Regions from separate parts of the Triticum aestivum genome. Here region 1 is linked to region 2. The links are chromatin contacts, called in public Hi-C maps. All regions are on one chromosome and are shown on one strand. Each heading gives the region's core, a stretch centred on a gene start, on an enhancer-like site or on the middle of the called end of the contact. The rest is flanking DNA. Distances are from core to core; before and after follow the strand shown. Region 1 holds the start of LOC123114713 (boron transporter 4). Region 2 has its middle 15 kb from the start of LOC123114695.

What was found. Hi-C and Micro-C count contacts between places; a contact is called where the count stands out from the background.
Region 1: a Hi-C map of leaf shows a contact between it and region 2, with 4 times the contacts expected there. The contact joins the promoter of LOC123114713 here to the enhancer-like site in region 2. A contact is called at or near these places in 2 of 5 Hi-C or Micro-C datasets (both in leaf).

The regions. Positions count from the first base shown.
Region 1 is chr1B:181,909,927-181,917,194 of IWGSC CS RefSeq v2.1, reverse strand. It overlaps LOC123114713 (boron transporter 4), which reads left to right and starts at 2,770. Exons shown (of 16, transcript XM_044536158.1): 1 at 2,770-2,843; 2 at 2,929-2,994; 3 at 3,475-4,284; 4 at 5,822-5,940; 5 at 6,042-6,124; 6 at 6,320-6,512; 7 at 6,621-6,759. The coding sequence starts at 4,093. It overlaps LOC123114750 (pentatricopeptide repeat-containing protein At1g09900), which reads left to right. Exons shown (of 2, transcript XM_044536177.1): 2 at 799-1,122.
Region 2 is chr1B:181,496,164-181,503,657 of IWGSC CS RefSeq v2.1, reverse strand. No RefSeq gene overlaps it. Among protein-coding and RNA genes, the nearest start is that of LOC123114695, 15 kb to the right of the region's middle. Within about 2 kb of position 1,552, at least 2 of the 8 cell types and tissues checked have an H3K27ac peak or open chromatin away from gene starts, as enhancers often do. A contact at or near this core is called in leaf, where this site is marked.

The DNA.
Region 1 (7,268 bases), core at 1,521-4,020, 410 kb before region 2:
CGGGCTCGGCGACCAGCCCGCCCCAGTTGACGCGGAGGTGTTTGGCGACCGTTGATCTGCCCCGCCTTCCAGCTCGAGGACGAGCTGTTTGTGCAGGCGGGGAGAGATGTTATGACCAGCATATTAGGGGCTTAGCCCAGTTAGTTGTGGCCCAGTTTATCTTATCGTTATTAGGGGCTTAGCCCAATTATCTTATTAGGAGGATTATATAAACTCGTGTAAGGACCCGTTTTGGGATTAAGCAAGAAGCAATCATATTTGCTCGACTTCCTTAGGGAGCTGGGAGACCTAACCCTAGCCGCCGATGCGCTCTCTCTCTCTCTCTCCCGCGCGCGCACGCAACGACGGCGCCCCAGCGCCGGCGACCACGCCCTGGTAGGGATCCGGTTCCTACCACAGAGAATACCAAAAGGGTAGACATTTGCACCCCGATTCTCAAGTAAGACACACCTCTAGTGATTTTCATCGATACATTTAGTATATTAACTGTAGGTTACCTGTTGCTACTTGGAACCAATACTTTATGATGTAAAGCGCTTAGTCTGACAATTGTGCCAATTTTTTAATATATATTTTGGCAGCTGAAATATCCTGTAGTGTTTGGTATACCTCCCAAACTATTATGAACAACGCCTCCTCTAGCACACTGCACACTATGCAATTCGAGTTGGTCTTTTTATCCAAACTTTGCACAAAGTAGCACTCCCTCAGTTTCTTTTACTCAGGTTTTCTTTGAGTTATACATCTCACATTTCAGGAACTTATTTCTTCTTTTAATTATTTCCCTCCTTCCAACAGACATGAATGAAGAGTCGACATTACTAAAGATACTGACACATGTTGTGTCTGGCTTTTATAACACTCTGTACATGGTACGAAGATGGCCACATGCCTGTTCATGTTAACATATTCCACACTGCCACTCGACAGATGAAGTCTAACTGGTGAGTTCTGGAAAGATTGCCAGACTTAGTTGACAACATAGAAAGATTTTTGTAGTGGGTACTGAAGTGAAATTACATTGATTTACATAAATGGTGTTACTTTTGTATCTGGTGTTGTAAAGTAGTAGTAAGATCTAGCAAGAAATATTTATAGCTGATATCATAATTCTCTTGGACATTGGTATCATCATTTCTTTGAATTTTATACAAGTTCTGTCATACATATCTATGCTACAAATATTTTAGTTACTAGGATGCTGAATTTCCCCTGTCGTCTATTCTATTTTCCACAACTGTGACACCTTAGCCTTGCCTGGTTGAAATTATGCCTAAGTGTGGCTGGTCAGTAGCATGGGGACGTAAGTCGAGATATGTACCACCTTGCTAATTTAAAGAGGGGTAGTCACAAATATAAATAAATACCAAAGGGCTCCCAAGGCAATAAGGTCCTGCTAGCCCTTTTTCTGCGAAGCAATGACAAAAGCATAAGCAGCTTAATGCATGTGCGGGCATACCAGTATGTACATTTGGTCTAGGCCAGTTGGAACCTTGTTGTGATACAACATATTGGCTTCACTTTTTAATCTACGAATCCTGTTTCTATTATATCCGCACTACTTTAGCTTCCTGTTTTCTGCAAGCTTTGTTATCAGCAACATGCTGCACAGGTGGGATTCGAATGTAACTCAAACACGTGCTTTTACTGCACCTGTCTTTTGTGAGTGTAATCTTGCTGGGTGTCTGGGTCTTTTCGGTAATTTGTGTAGCAGACACATGACTCTTAACAGGACTCAGATGACCATGAAGTTTTGAAATCAATATATTTTTCATCTTTATTATCTTGTTTGAAGGTATTGGTATTTTAAATAATTTTCCTATCAGCATGCTATTGCAATTTCAAAAGGAGTATCCTAAATCATTTGTGCTGGCAGGATTCTTGTTATCTGGTTCAGATGAAATTTGATTAGCGAGGTGCTGGGGTTGCTATGTGTTTTGTTCTCTATCTACAATAGGTAGAGTGCATATAGCATCAGGTGTTGGGGTTACTCTACATGGAGCTCTTTATAGAAGAGAGAAAAGTGGCAGGTACAATTATTTGCTTATTACGTTCAGATGAATTGTTCCTTTGTCTCAAGGTCATATTTTATTGCTCTAAGTAGATGTAAATGTTGTACGGTAGCCAAATGTTGCACTCTGGTATTATGGTCCTCTGAGTACTTAAAATAGGTTCTATGATGTTGTTGTTTTTCCTCTTATGATTATCACATCGAAACCACATTCAGTGGAAACATGGAATGTTGGAAACCATGTCATGGACCACTCCATTAAAAATGTACAAGCGATATCAAGATTTATTGAGCCTGAAATCTCAAACCTTCCTTGCTCCACCTTCCTCCCTAACAATCTCCACCCACATGTGCTGCATAAAAATTTAAACCAACGAGAACTCAATGATCTAGGACTTTTCTGTGCCAGCCCTCACAATCTCCTTCTGTTGCCACTTGCCACCATGCTTGTAGTCACCCCTTGTTTTTACAGGATATAGCAACAAAGGCCCCTACTCCGTCTCACCCTTCCGGGACGCTCTAGCACACATTTTACTCCTCCGAGCTAGGGTTCGGTTAGGCAGTGGGCCTTGACCAGTAAAGCTGTGGCCGACCTTGACCTATCCAGTTCACAAACAACAAGGATGTGAGTGCTTCGAGTTTGTGTTCTGATTTGCGTCTTTTCGTTCCGGCCTCATGAATTTTCTTCACTTTTTGACAGCACAATGGGTGTATTTCTTTTTGTGGTCATGTTCATGGGGGCACTTACTCGGAGGGTTGTGCGTGCTTCTATCAATGCATCAAGTCGCAAAGCTTCTGCATTTTCTCTATGAAGGACCACAACATTATCTTGGTAGCTTACTTGAGCTATATGAAGCGATGTCATTTTTGTTATGTTTTGAATGATTTCTAATATTGTTTTTACTTGTTGGTATCAGCGTGGCCAACCTTCCAGACATGCAAGTATTGTGGGGCGGTTCCGTTTTAAATGATTGCCATGGCAGGTTAATCTTTTCCATTTCCTAACATGCCTTGTTCACCTGGATGCATGCCTTCCTTTTGCCGATTTGTATGTAGACTTGCATGAATTTGTGTGGGAATGAATATATTATGGCACGAACAGTGTTGTTGGTTGTGAGGTTTTCCCCAAGGCGATGTAGTCAGATTTGTGTCCATGTGGCTCCATACACGTGATGTTTACTGGTAGCTAAATCCTGAACCAACTTGTGGTGCCAACTTGATTTTTTTTTTGGTGCCAACTTGATATTATACTGAATCAAGCAGCGTGGATACTTCTGTTTGTTTCAGTCGGGATGTGATTGCTATTGTTACGGTACTGAAATCATTCTCAGGCTAATGGTATGAGGTTACACAACGGGTTACGGATCGATGTTAGCATGCATGTATGTACTGTATATAGTTGCACCTCATTCCACACGAAGCACGCGTGCAGTTCTTGATAAAACCATGCTCCCATTGTACAGGTCACACTGAATATGACATGGCTGCGAGAAGGCAGCACCCCGTACGCTCGTAGTGGCAGCAGAGCCTGCCCAATCGCCCCGTTTCCCTGACTGCCATGTCTCGACAGGCCAGCTGGTGGGTGCATCCCTCGCGTACGTCTCGTCCAAGTTTGGAAGGGAAACGTGCATAAGTTTCGATCGGGTTGGCCGAGGCCGAACCAAACGGCGGAAACGTCGCCACGGCATCATCGGGTCACCCAGGCTAGCCCCCGCGTGCGAGTTGCTCAGCCGGTGCTTGGAGCGAACGTGCTCGATCGGGCTCAGAGCAGGCGAGAGGACGATGTGGACCAGATCGGGGACAGCTGTCCTGCTGCCTGACACGCGCGGCGAGCACTGGCCCCACGCAGATCCTACCATCGGCTCGAACGGACAGCCGCGATGCTCCTCGATTCAAACCCGCAAGCCGTGCGCCGGTGACACCTCGGCCCCACGCAGTCCTGGCACCACGTTTACTATTTTCATCGGGGCCACGTGACAGAGAGGGAAATCGGGGGGCAGGCGTGCGCACACTGATCTTCTCTCCCCCGATGGTTCCATGGGGTCGCCGGGGTCTACAAATAGGCGGCCATTGCAGAGGAAATGGGTGGGAAGGAAAGAAGGCTGCAACCCCGCCCGGCCCCTGCCCCAGCTCGCCTCCTCCGCCTGCCGACGCCGGGTTTCGCACCCTGCGTCGCCGGTGGAGGCGGCATTGCCGTTGCACTACGGCGCATCTCCGGCGCCACGCTTCGCCTCGCCTCCCCCACCCCGCCTCGACCTGGTACGCCGCTGCTGGTAAGGCTCCGCTCCGTTCCAATGCCTCAATCCCCTCACCTCCAAACTTCCTCCACGGGTTGCTTGGGTTGTTTGCTGGGTGCAGCTCCTTCGCTGCATGCGGACGTGTCGAATTGACGCCTCCATTTTTTGTCTGTTGCTCTTGTTGATTAAACTCGGGGTAATTCTATGCGCTTGAAGGAAATGTAGCTCTTAAATTGATGCTGTACGTGTTACTATTTTTTGTTTGTTTGGAAGAATGCGATTCTTCGGCAATTTTTTCATCTGCAGCAGCAGCAATGAGCACGTAGGGTGAATTTTTCTCTATCTCTGTAGCATTTCTTTGGCCATCTTCTGGCACTTCTGTTTGAAGCGTTCTAATTACTTGCAGCTTTGGCGCATGGATGCAAATATGCAATCCCCTGCAAAATTGTAGCGCCATCTCACTACTTTGGGTTGTTATTAACATGGCCCCAAACATGCATGATTTGTACCCGCTTTTTATTTATGTGAATTTGGAGCTTGCTTCAACTTCTCTTCACGATTGCGGTGTGTGAAGCTTGTGTGCAGAGGAGATCTGGCAGCTTGATTGATTTCGTTAAGCAGAGCATGGCCACCGCATAAGCTTGTGCTATCATATTCATCCATGTATGGCGTTTGCTTCCCTTTGCTATGGCCTATTATCACATCATATTTGGCCCCAGCCTTTGGGGCTAGTTTCAAATGTCTGCCGGTCGATAGGATGCTTGCGTTTGCCTAATTCAGCTGGTCCAAATGGTCTGCTTTAATTACCCTTTTTCTTTTTTGGTTTGCCTGAAAGTTGAAAACCCTCCCTTTTTGGCTATCTCAGCTGTCAAGATAGTCATACAAAAAAATGTGCTCTTACCGTGTTCGGCACTAATACTAAACTAAATATAGCATCATGTTAAATGAAGGATACTGGGCATACCAAAGGCCATCATTCAATGGTTAATGACCAGTCAAAATTTGGCCCATCCAGCATGCTAAATATAGCATAATAAACAGAGGCAAGCCAAATTGGGCCAACCTTGCTATTTCCTTTGGCTGATACTTCACGTGCTAGCTATCGTATTCTTTCACAGACGAAATCTCAAGTTATGAAGCAACATTTTATGGGGTAATGCAACTCTGTCCATTGTCTTCATGCACAGTTTTCTTTGCAAATTCTCTTGGCTTTGTTTGTGTGGGAAGAACATGACATCTTCAGTTGATTTTTATGAGATGTGTTTTACTTGATGTGGCGTCCAAAATAGAACTTCTAGTCTTAATTCATTTTTATATGATGTTGTTCATAATCACAAAACTGTGATCATGAACAAGTAGTTTCAAATATGACTCCAGAGGTGCCACCTTTTTTTCCGCCAAACCTAAGTATTGTGGAAATAGTTGTTGGTATAGCCACACCTTTTCCTTGTTGGTAAACATTATATCTTGAATTAGAAATCTGTGGAGGTCTTATTAAAATTAAGACAGGGAATATATGACTCATCCTCTGTACACCATGCCTTTGCGCGCACGAAATCTGATTATGTTTTAGTCCCCCTTTCAGGCGATGGAACCTAAGAAAACCCTATTTAAGGGAGTGATTGAGGATTTTAGAGGAAGAGCATCTTGCTACAAACAAGATTGGCACAATGGGTTCAGTTCTGGGTTCAGGTTTGCTGCACCTAACAAGTCAACGCTTATTTAAATCTACGACTCTTACCAAAAATTTCCAGTTGTGTTGACTGTGTTGAATGCAACCTACGTACTGTCAGGATATTGGCACCTACTCTGTACATCTTCTTTGCATCTGCACTACCTGTTATCGCCTTTGGGGAGCAACTAAGTAAAGATACAGGTTTGTTTATTCTTCCTTGCACTGTCAAGAACTTTAGGTCAGTAGCATTTTCCCCATTTCTAAATACTGTCATGATATGCTACATCCTTTACTTTTATCTTTCCATGTGGCACTTGACAAAGATAAGGAGAATGTAGTCGTGGATCCTTGTTCTTAGGCACTGAAAAATGAAAATAAGTTTTTGTCGTGTTTCAGATGGTACGCTAACGACAGTTGAGACGTTGGCATCAACTGCTATATGTGGCATCATACATTCTGTACTGGGCGGACAACCACTGCTGATTGTGGGAGTTGCAGAACCAACAATTATAATGTACACATACCTGTACAGTTTTGCCAAAAATCAGCCAAACCTTGGAGAACGATTATTCCTGGCATGGGCTGGATGGTAAGGGATGATAAATAAATAAGAATTACTTCTTGTGATTGTCTTTCAGTTACGCCAAATGGTACCTCTATATTTATTTCATTGTTTTCCATTTTTATCCACTGATAGGGTTTGCATCTGGACTGCGGTCATGTTGTTCCTCATGGCAATGTTTAATGCCGCAGCTGCTTTGAATAGATTTACAAGATTTGCGGGAGAATTGTTTGGAATGTTGATCACAATCCTGTTCATGCAAGAAGCTATCAAGGTATAAAATTTGCTAAATGTTACTGTGTACTGCTACCAATGTTTAGAGATATATGATATTTTATGAGTTGGGTGGTCCATCTTTCTCGACTTTGGCCGCTAATATTTATGATCATACAAAACGAAACTGAATTGGGTCAGAGCCAGAGAGCCATAGCCGAACTAGGATCAGCTACTGCTTCGGTTAGGCAAAAGCGAGCATTCAATTGCATCAGCAGCTGCTTTTACCTCAAAACTACTCCCTCCGTCCAAAAATACTTGTCATCAAAATGGACAAAAATGAATGTATCTAGAACTAAAATACATCTAGATACATCCCCTTTTATTCATTTTGATGACAAGTATTTCCGGACGGAGGGAGTATGATTGTATCTGTTACTTAAAAAAAAGATGTATCTGTTAGAAACATGAAAGCAGAAAAGTGCTCTCGAAATAATAAAATTACATGATAATTAATATATAACCATAAAAATAGATTGTCAGGTTTTTCTTATTGAAGATTGTGTCTTG
Region 2 (7,494 bases), core at 303-2,802:
TTTAACCATCCCATGGGTTCCATACCCACAAAGGATACTGCCGTTTTTGGCATTTCGCCACGACAGATTACCGCACGTAGCTGGAAAAATAGGGTTTATAATGAATGGGCATTCTTGAGCCCATCATCTGTTATAAAGTCCGAATACCTTCGGGAGTGTTCGGCGTCACGAGTTTAGCCTTATATGCATCAGCTTCGAATCATGTCTTTGGTCAAATGTTGGGTTTGCCCGGCTCCTGGGTTTGCTGCCTTACGTTCCGTTATTATCGGCTAAGGTGGCCAAAGGAGAACTACTGCGATTGTGCCCTGGTTATTCCGGATGAGCACCTCAGTAGAGAAAGCCGAAAACTAACTGTCGTGATGCAGCGAGAGACTGTTCAACCACTCGAAGACTCACCGGAATCTTTAGGATTCCTCCGCATTAACGAAGGGCCATTTCCCGCTCATGTACATATGCGCCCGTATTCAGATGTACGCGAATGTACCAAGGGCTACATAGTAGCCCCAACGTTAGACTCCCATGGCTAAGCGAAAGTGTTACAGCTATATAGTCTGGTTGCCTAGTTCGACGTGCGATCACCTCCTTAATGGACCAAGACGTTGGATCAAGTGTGATTACGCATATTTTTCGCGAACACCCCCGCATTGTATGCGTGCGGGCTTAAGCCAACGATTGCTAACTTTCGGATTACAATTTATATATATATATATATATATATATATATATATATATATATATATATATATATATATATATATATATATATATATATATAGGGAAAATGCATCCTAATACCGGGTGTAGTTACACCCATTTCTCATATACTACCATGTGGTAGTATATACTCTACTTTATTATTTTTAATATGTTCACATACTATATCTAAGATACTCCAAAGCGAGTTATGTGAAAAAATTGCATGTGAGCCCATGTTTTTTAATATTTGTGAAATACGTACATATTTATACATATAAAGGAGTATGCTCAAAATATACTACATACTACCTAAAAAATAGTATATATACTACCTAAACATTCTTACATATTACATACTACGCGTACATACTCTCCTATGATAAATACTACCTAGAACATATGAAACAAAAGTGGGAGTAACTACACCCGGTAGTAGGAAAAAATTGTCATATATATATATATATATATATATATATATATATATATATATATATATATATATATCTTTCCCTAATAATAATAAAGCACGGATTGACTTTGTCGGGTTCACCGTCATAATACGCTTCTTCCCGTAAATTTACGCTTTCAGTTTCAAGCCTACGTATATCCAAGGTGGTACTAAACTAAAACTACGTGTGTGTGCTGCGGTCGTCCAGCGTTCAGCGTGTCTTCCACGATCATCCTACGATGTGGGCCAACGAAGGTACGATGTGGCCCATCAAAAAACGGCCCAATGCAAAACATGGGAGGGAAAAAATAGCCAGTTTGCTAATTCGAACTCAAAACACGATGTGGCCCAACAAAGAACGGCCCAGTGCAGAACAGGGGAGGGAAAAAATAGCCAGTTTGCTGATTCGAACTCAAGACCTCATACCATAGGACTAAGGTCATGACCAACTGAGCTACCTCACGTTATGTTACAAAAATAGAGAAAGCTTGATTCGTGTATTAGTCCCATATCGGTTGCTTACATGCAATCCTATTAACTTATATACGTCTTTTATTTTCTCTGAGTATCAAGGTGTTGTCTCATGAATCAATAAGAAAGGAAATAAGATGTCGTAGGAAGGAAGCAGAATTGAATTCTAAAGGGAGGAAGAAGGTTGTGATAGAGTAAATATTATAACGAAGAAAAATGTGAGGAGGGGAGCAGAATCGAATCATGATGCTGATATTAAGAAAGGCCAAAGGGAGGAAGAAGGCTGGCCTGGATGTCCCGCCACGCCACTACATGGATGATTTTGAATGAGGATTATGGGCTCGCCTGTCAGGTGCATAATTTAAGCGGGGACGCGCACTCATGCATAAACATGTGTCTGTGCTCTAGCACTTTGCATTTTGTTGGTGGCATTGCAAGCAATGCACAACATCCACATGCTCTTTTTTGGGGGGTATTTATTTGTCTTTCGAAAAATGCTAGCTTTGATTGATTTAGGTATGATTTACCTAGAGGAGGGTTGTACCCTGCACAAGGCAAATGAAAGGCACAAATGAAAAATAGGAGGGCGCTAGAGCTGGATTGTTGGCGCTGGGGCGTGCTTGAGTATAAAGGCATCCCAATCATAGGAATAGACCAGACCATATATATTAACTGAAGGTAATCAATCGTAAAGCCTGCATGTTAATAATGTGCACGTGTGGACAATTGAGCATCTGCAAAAAAAATCTCCATTATAATCACTATGCACTCAATGTCTCCTTTTTTCCCTTTGGTAGTATTCTCATCAAAGATAAAAACAAATGGTGCATGTTTCGATACTAATATATTGATAGGTACATTTTTAAAATAAATTAATCCACAAAATTACTGATATTAATACCTAACTAACAAGCATGTGCAAATAAAATATAGAATCTAAGTGTCACATGCACTGACACGAAGTTCAACATCTAATCCAAGCATCACAAAACAAAGGTGAGCATTATTATTCAAAGGAACTAAGAATTAACGTGCTAAATTTATTAAATGAATGAATAATTTTGAACTGACTAGCCACGCTCATATTGGGTTGAGTATATGTGGAGGAAAAAATCTCCCGTTGCAACGCACGGGCATGTGTGCTAGTATATATATATATATATATATATATATATATATATATATATATATAAGTGGCCGCACAGGAGACACAATCATATTTTCAGGCAAACAGTATAAATATAGCCTCATAATCAAAATAAACATTATTTTTACAATGATTCAATTCATCATTCAAACAAGACATTCTTCGAGCACTGCGTCTTTATTAGGCGGGCACCTTCGGTGACCTGCACCAAGTAGTGCTTGGCCGGATATTGGCCTCCCGTCGGATCCTGGGTCACTATAATGGTGGCCTCCATATCCGTCCAATAGGCTTTAACGCGGGCAAGAGGCATCCGCGCACCTTCTACGCACGCCGACCTTCTCATGGCATCGATCTGAGGCATGGCCCCAAGGAATTGTTGCACCAAGCCAAAGTAACTGTCCGGCTTAGACCCCTTCGGCCAAAGATGGTCTATTACAGATCGCATTGCAAGCCCGGACAGCCTGTGAAGCTCCGCTATAGCAGCCATCTTGTCACTTAACGGCAGCGGGCGAGTGGGAGCATTGAATTGTGACCAGAAAAGCTTCTCCACTTCCTTATCACCTTGATCTTTGAAGAACTCGGCAGCGTCAGCCGTACTCTTCGCCAAATCCGCATATGCGTCCGCAGGACTCCAGCGTCCATCCAGGGGAGCGTACTTCGGATCGAAAAACTTCGTCCACAGCAAATAGGAGCCCCCAGCCACGATTTTACCGGCCTGTTGAAGCTCCTCCCGCGCACCCCTGAGCTCGGTCCGTATTTCCTTGGCGGCATTAAGTGCCTTGTTCAGGTCGGCCGAGTTATCCTCATGCTCCTTTTTAAGGAGCTCATACCGGTCAGCGGCATTTTTTAACTCAACAGCCATTTCGGCTATCTTTTCCTCGCTTCGGCGATGAGCAGTCTGTTCGGCCCTCAATTCCTCGGCCGCCTTTAGGGCAACCGCATTGCTCACCCGAGCTTGTTCCTTGGCTTGAGCAAGTTCCGCCCTCAGGGCCTCCACGGCAGCAGCACCATCTGCAGTCCAAACATATCACATTAATATCATGCCACCTTCATATTTTTCTATACAAAGGAAGGCAAGACACATACCTTGTGATTTGTCCAGCCGCTCATTCACCAACGTGATATCGGCATCAATCGATCCAATTTGCCTCGTTAGTTCGGCAACTTCAGCGGACTGGCCGGCGGCAGGACCCACAGATACCTACACATATTTACAGCACAATCATTGGTTTATGATCCCCCGTTTGCCGCCTAGGGCGGGCAACCAGAGTCTCAGGGCTACTATCTATATGGAGCACACCTAGCGCGTGCCTCACAGCCAAATAAATAGTGTATTCTTCATTACATACCTCAAAGCCACTGAGCAGGCTTGTGAATGCTTCATTCAAACCGCTTGTAGCGGATGAAATCTTCTTGAGCACCGCGCTCATTATGAGCGGTGCTCCTCCGAGAGCGCAGCTCGCTCCAGTAAGCCCGTTAGTACTTCCGGCCGAACATTGAACTGTGCCGGACCCTTCCCATCGCCCCTCGTGTGAGCCAAACGCTCCGGACTCAGGGCGGCTGACGTATTGGCTTCCGGCTTCGGCAGATCCGGACTCCTCCGTGACGACACCTCGGTGTGGCCCGCTTCATAAGTCGGAGAGGCGGGTGGGGTCTCGCTCTCCATCATCTCCGGAGGAAGATCCCCTGAAGACGAACCTTGTTGAGAAGAGCTGCTAGCCGGACTGCAAAAAGTCGAATCCTGGTTATTGATCTAGGAGAGACACAGTACCTTCAAATTGTAGATGGACTTACAGCTCGGTGAAGGGCTGGCCCGTTGGTGGGCATGACGCGGTGAGGGTGCTCATCGGGGCAGGGGCCCCTGAAGATGCCTTTTCCCCTGGTTTGGGCATCCCCGCCTCCAAGTCTTTGGAGGCAGCCCTCTTCTTCCCGCGCGGGGAGGAGGCCTTAGCCTCCCTTACCCGACTATCCTCCTTAGGGGAGGTAACAATTCCCCCGGTTCGGATGCGTAGCGTGTGGAGTTCGGTTTCTTCGTTCTTCCCCTCGTCCTTCCCTGAGGGCATTCTGCTGAGTACCCGGTCAAGCATCTTGGCCATGGTGGGACCAGGCGAGCCTTCGGGAAGTGGTGCCAGACACCTGATTCTCTCCGCCTTGCTAAGCTATTCCTGGCCACGGATGATTGTCAGAATAAACAATTATGACAAATTCAAAACCAGGTGTCCGGTATCAAGGCTACTTACTTGGGTATCTAGGCAATTCCAGCTTAGGCCCGCATCCTCGGTGGTGTCCTGACACTCTACTTTCTGTCCGAAGAATAATTTGCACATCCCTTCAAGCTTCAAGCCGAAGAAGTGCTTGACAGTCCGCGAACCCTCCGGATTGAACTCCCACATCCGGAGAGGCCGGCATTGGCACGGCAACATCCGTCGGATTAACATCACTTGTATTATGCTGACGAGGTTAATGTCCCTCTCAAGGAGCTGCCGAATGCGATTCTGCAGTACTGGTATGTCACCAGCGGGCCCTCAATTTTGTCCTACGTCGGTCCAAGACGCTAGTTGTGACGGAGGGCCCGAGCGGAACTCGGGAGCAGCCACCCACTTTGTACCTCTGGGAGCCGTGACGTAGAACCACCTTCGTTGCCATACATCGTATACTTCTGGGAAAGAACCCTCTGGCCATGGGGCATCGGCGTTCCTGCTTATTACGGCACCTCCGCACTCCACATGTCGCCCCTCGATCATCTTTGGCTTCACATTGAAGGTCTTGAGCCATAAGCCGAAGTGTGGGGTGACGTGGAGAAAAGCCTCGCACACGATAATGAACGACGAGATATGGAGGATAGCGTCTGGAGCCAGATCATGAAAATCCAACCCATAGTAGAACATGAGCCCCCTCACGAAGGGATCGAGGGTGAAGCCCAAGCCGTGGAGGAAGTGAGGGACAAACACGACGCATTCATTGGGCTCCGGTGTAGGGATGACCTGCCCTGGAGCAGGAAGCCTGTGCTGGATGTCGGTGATCAGGTATCCGACCTCCCTAAGCTTCGCAATGTCCTCCTTTTGAATCGAGGAGGTCACCCACTGGCCTTGAGGGTCAGATCCAGACATATTGGAGGATCTGGGGGGTTGGAGCTTAGGTTTCGGGTGTTAGAACTCGAGGTGCGAGAAGGCGCGAGGAAGGTGGAAACGAGGCATAGGCCTCGACCCCTTTATAAAGAGGGTGAATATCAAGAGTCCTCGGTGTGACCGTTTGAGGCTTATCTAAAAACACATGGAGTTATACCAACGGCCGTCGTGGGGTCACGCATGCCCATATTAATGGAAAATCCCGTAATAAGAGGAACATGATCTCTGCCTCGACGGGGCGTGCCAATAAAACAGCCTCGTAACACGAGTCGAGGTGGGGTAAGAAACGCTGGTTCGCGTTGGACCAGGCCATGATGCAAGGGCACGATGCATGAAGATTGCGAGCGGATCAGGTTTATGCTATGTGAAGATCATCTTGCAGATCCGGACACGGTCTACGTGTTCAGTAACCACTTTGGAGTATTCGGAGAAGGAACCCGCCCTGCAATCCCAAAGACAAGACTGCGCGCCGGACTCATCATCATTGAAGCCTGGTTCAGGGGCTACTGAGAGAGTCCTAGATAAGGGGGTATCCGGACAGCCGGACTGTATACATCGCCCGGACTATTGAAGTGTGAAGATACAAGACTCAAGACTTCGGCCCGTGTCCGGATGGGACTCTCCTTGGCATGGAAGGCAAGCTTGGCGATCCAGATATTATGTTTCCTTCCTTGTAACCGACTCCATGTAAACCCTAGCCCTCTCCGGTGTCTATATAAACTGGAAAGGTTGGTCCTTAGAAGGCCGATCACAATTACAATCATACCATCATAGGCTAGCTCTTAGGGTTTAGCCTCTACGATCCCGTGGTAGATCTACTCTTGTATTACCCATATCTTCAATATTAATCAAGCAGGAAGTAGGGTTTTACCTCCATCGAGAGGGCCCAAACCTAGATAAACATCTGTGTCCCTTGCTTCCTGTTACCATCAGCCTAGACGCACAGATCGGGACCCCCTACTTGAGATCCGCGGTTTTGGCACCTACACCACCCGCACCCGAACCCCGCCGCCGAGTCGCCGCCGTCGCCGCCGAGTCGTCGACGCCCGCGCCTCACCTCGCCGTTGACCTCAACCACCGCCGTCCGAAGACCGGTAAAAAAACGTCTCGGTTCGCCGGTTTATTCATTGATTTTTTTTTTAGTTTCGGTTTAGTTAGGTTAGATCGATTTTTATTTTTATTAGTTTGTTAGTTGGCGAATGTTCACCTGTTTAGACCTGTTAATGAACGAATTCATTCATTAGTCTCTGTTAGTGAACATTCGTCCGATAAATTTTTATTTTTCTGTTTATTTTCGGCTAGGGACCTATTCGTGAATAGTTTTATCACGATTTAGCCCCTGATCTTCAAACTAGCGTAACTTTTAGCTCGTTTATCCAAATTAGATGAAACCAATGCCTCATACTTCGTAGTGATCCCCTATATCCGGTAAACCAACTTGAACATGATTTTGACAATTTAAAATTTGAGTTTAGTTCAGATTAGTATTAGATCTTGTTTTATTTGTATCTTGAGTTTCGTAGCTCCGTTTGAGTTGATTCTTTTTGCAAATCGTAGCTAACCACATGTATTACTGTTAAGATCTATTCCGCATGAAAATAATG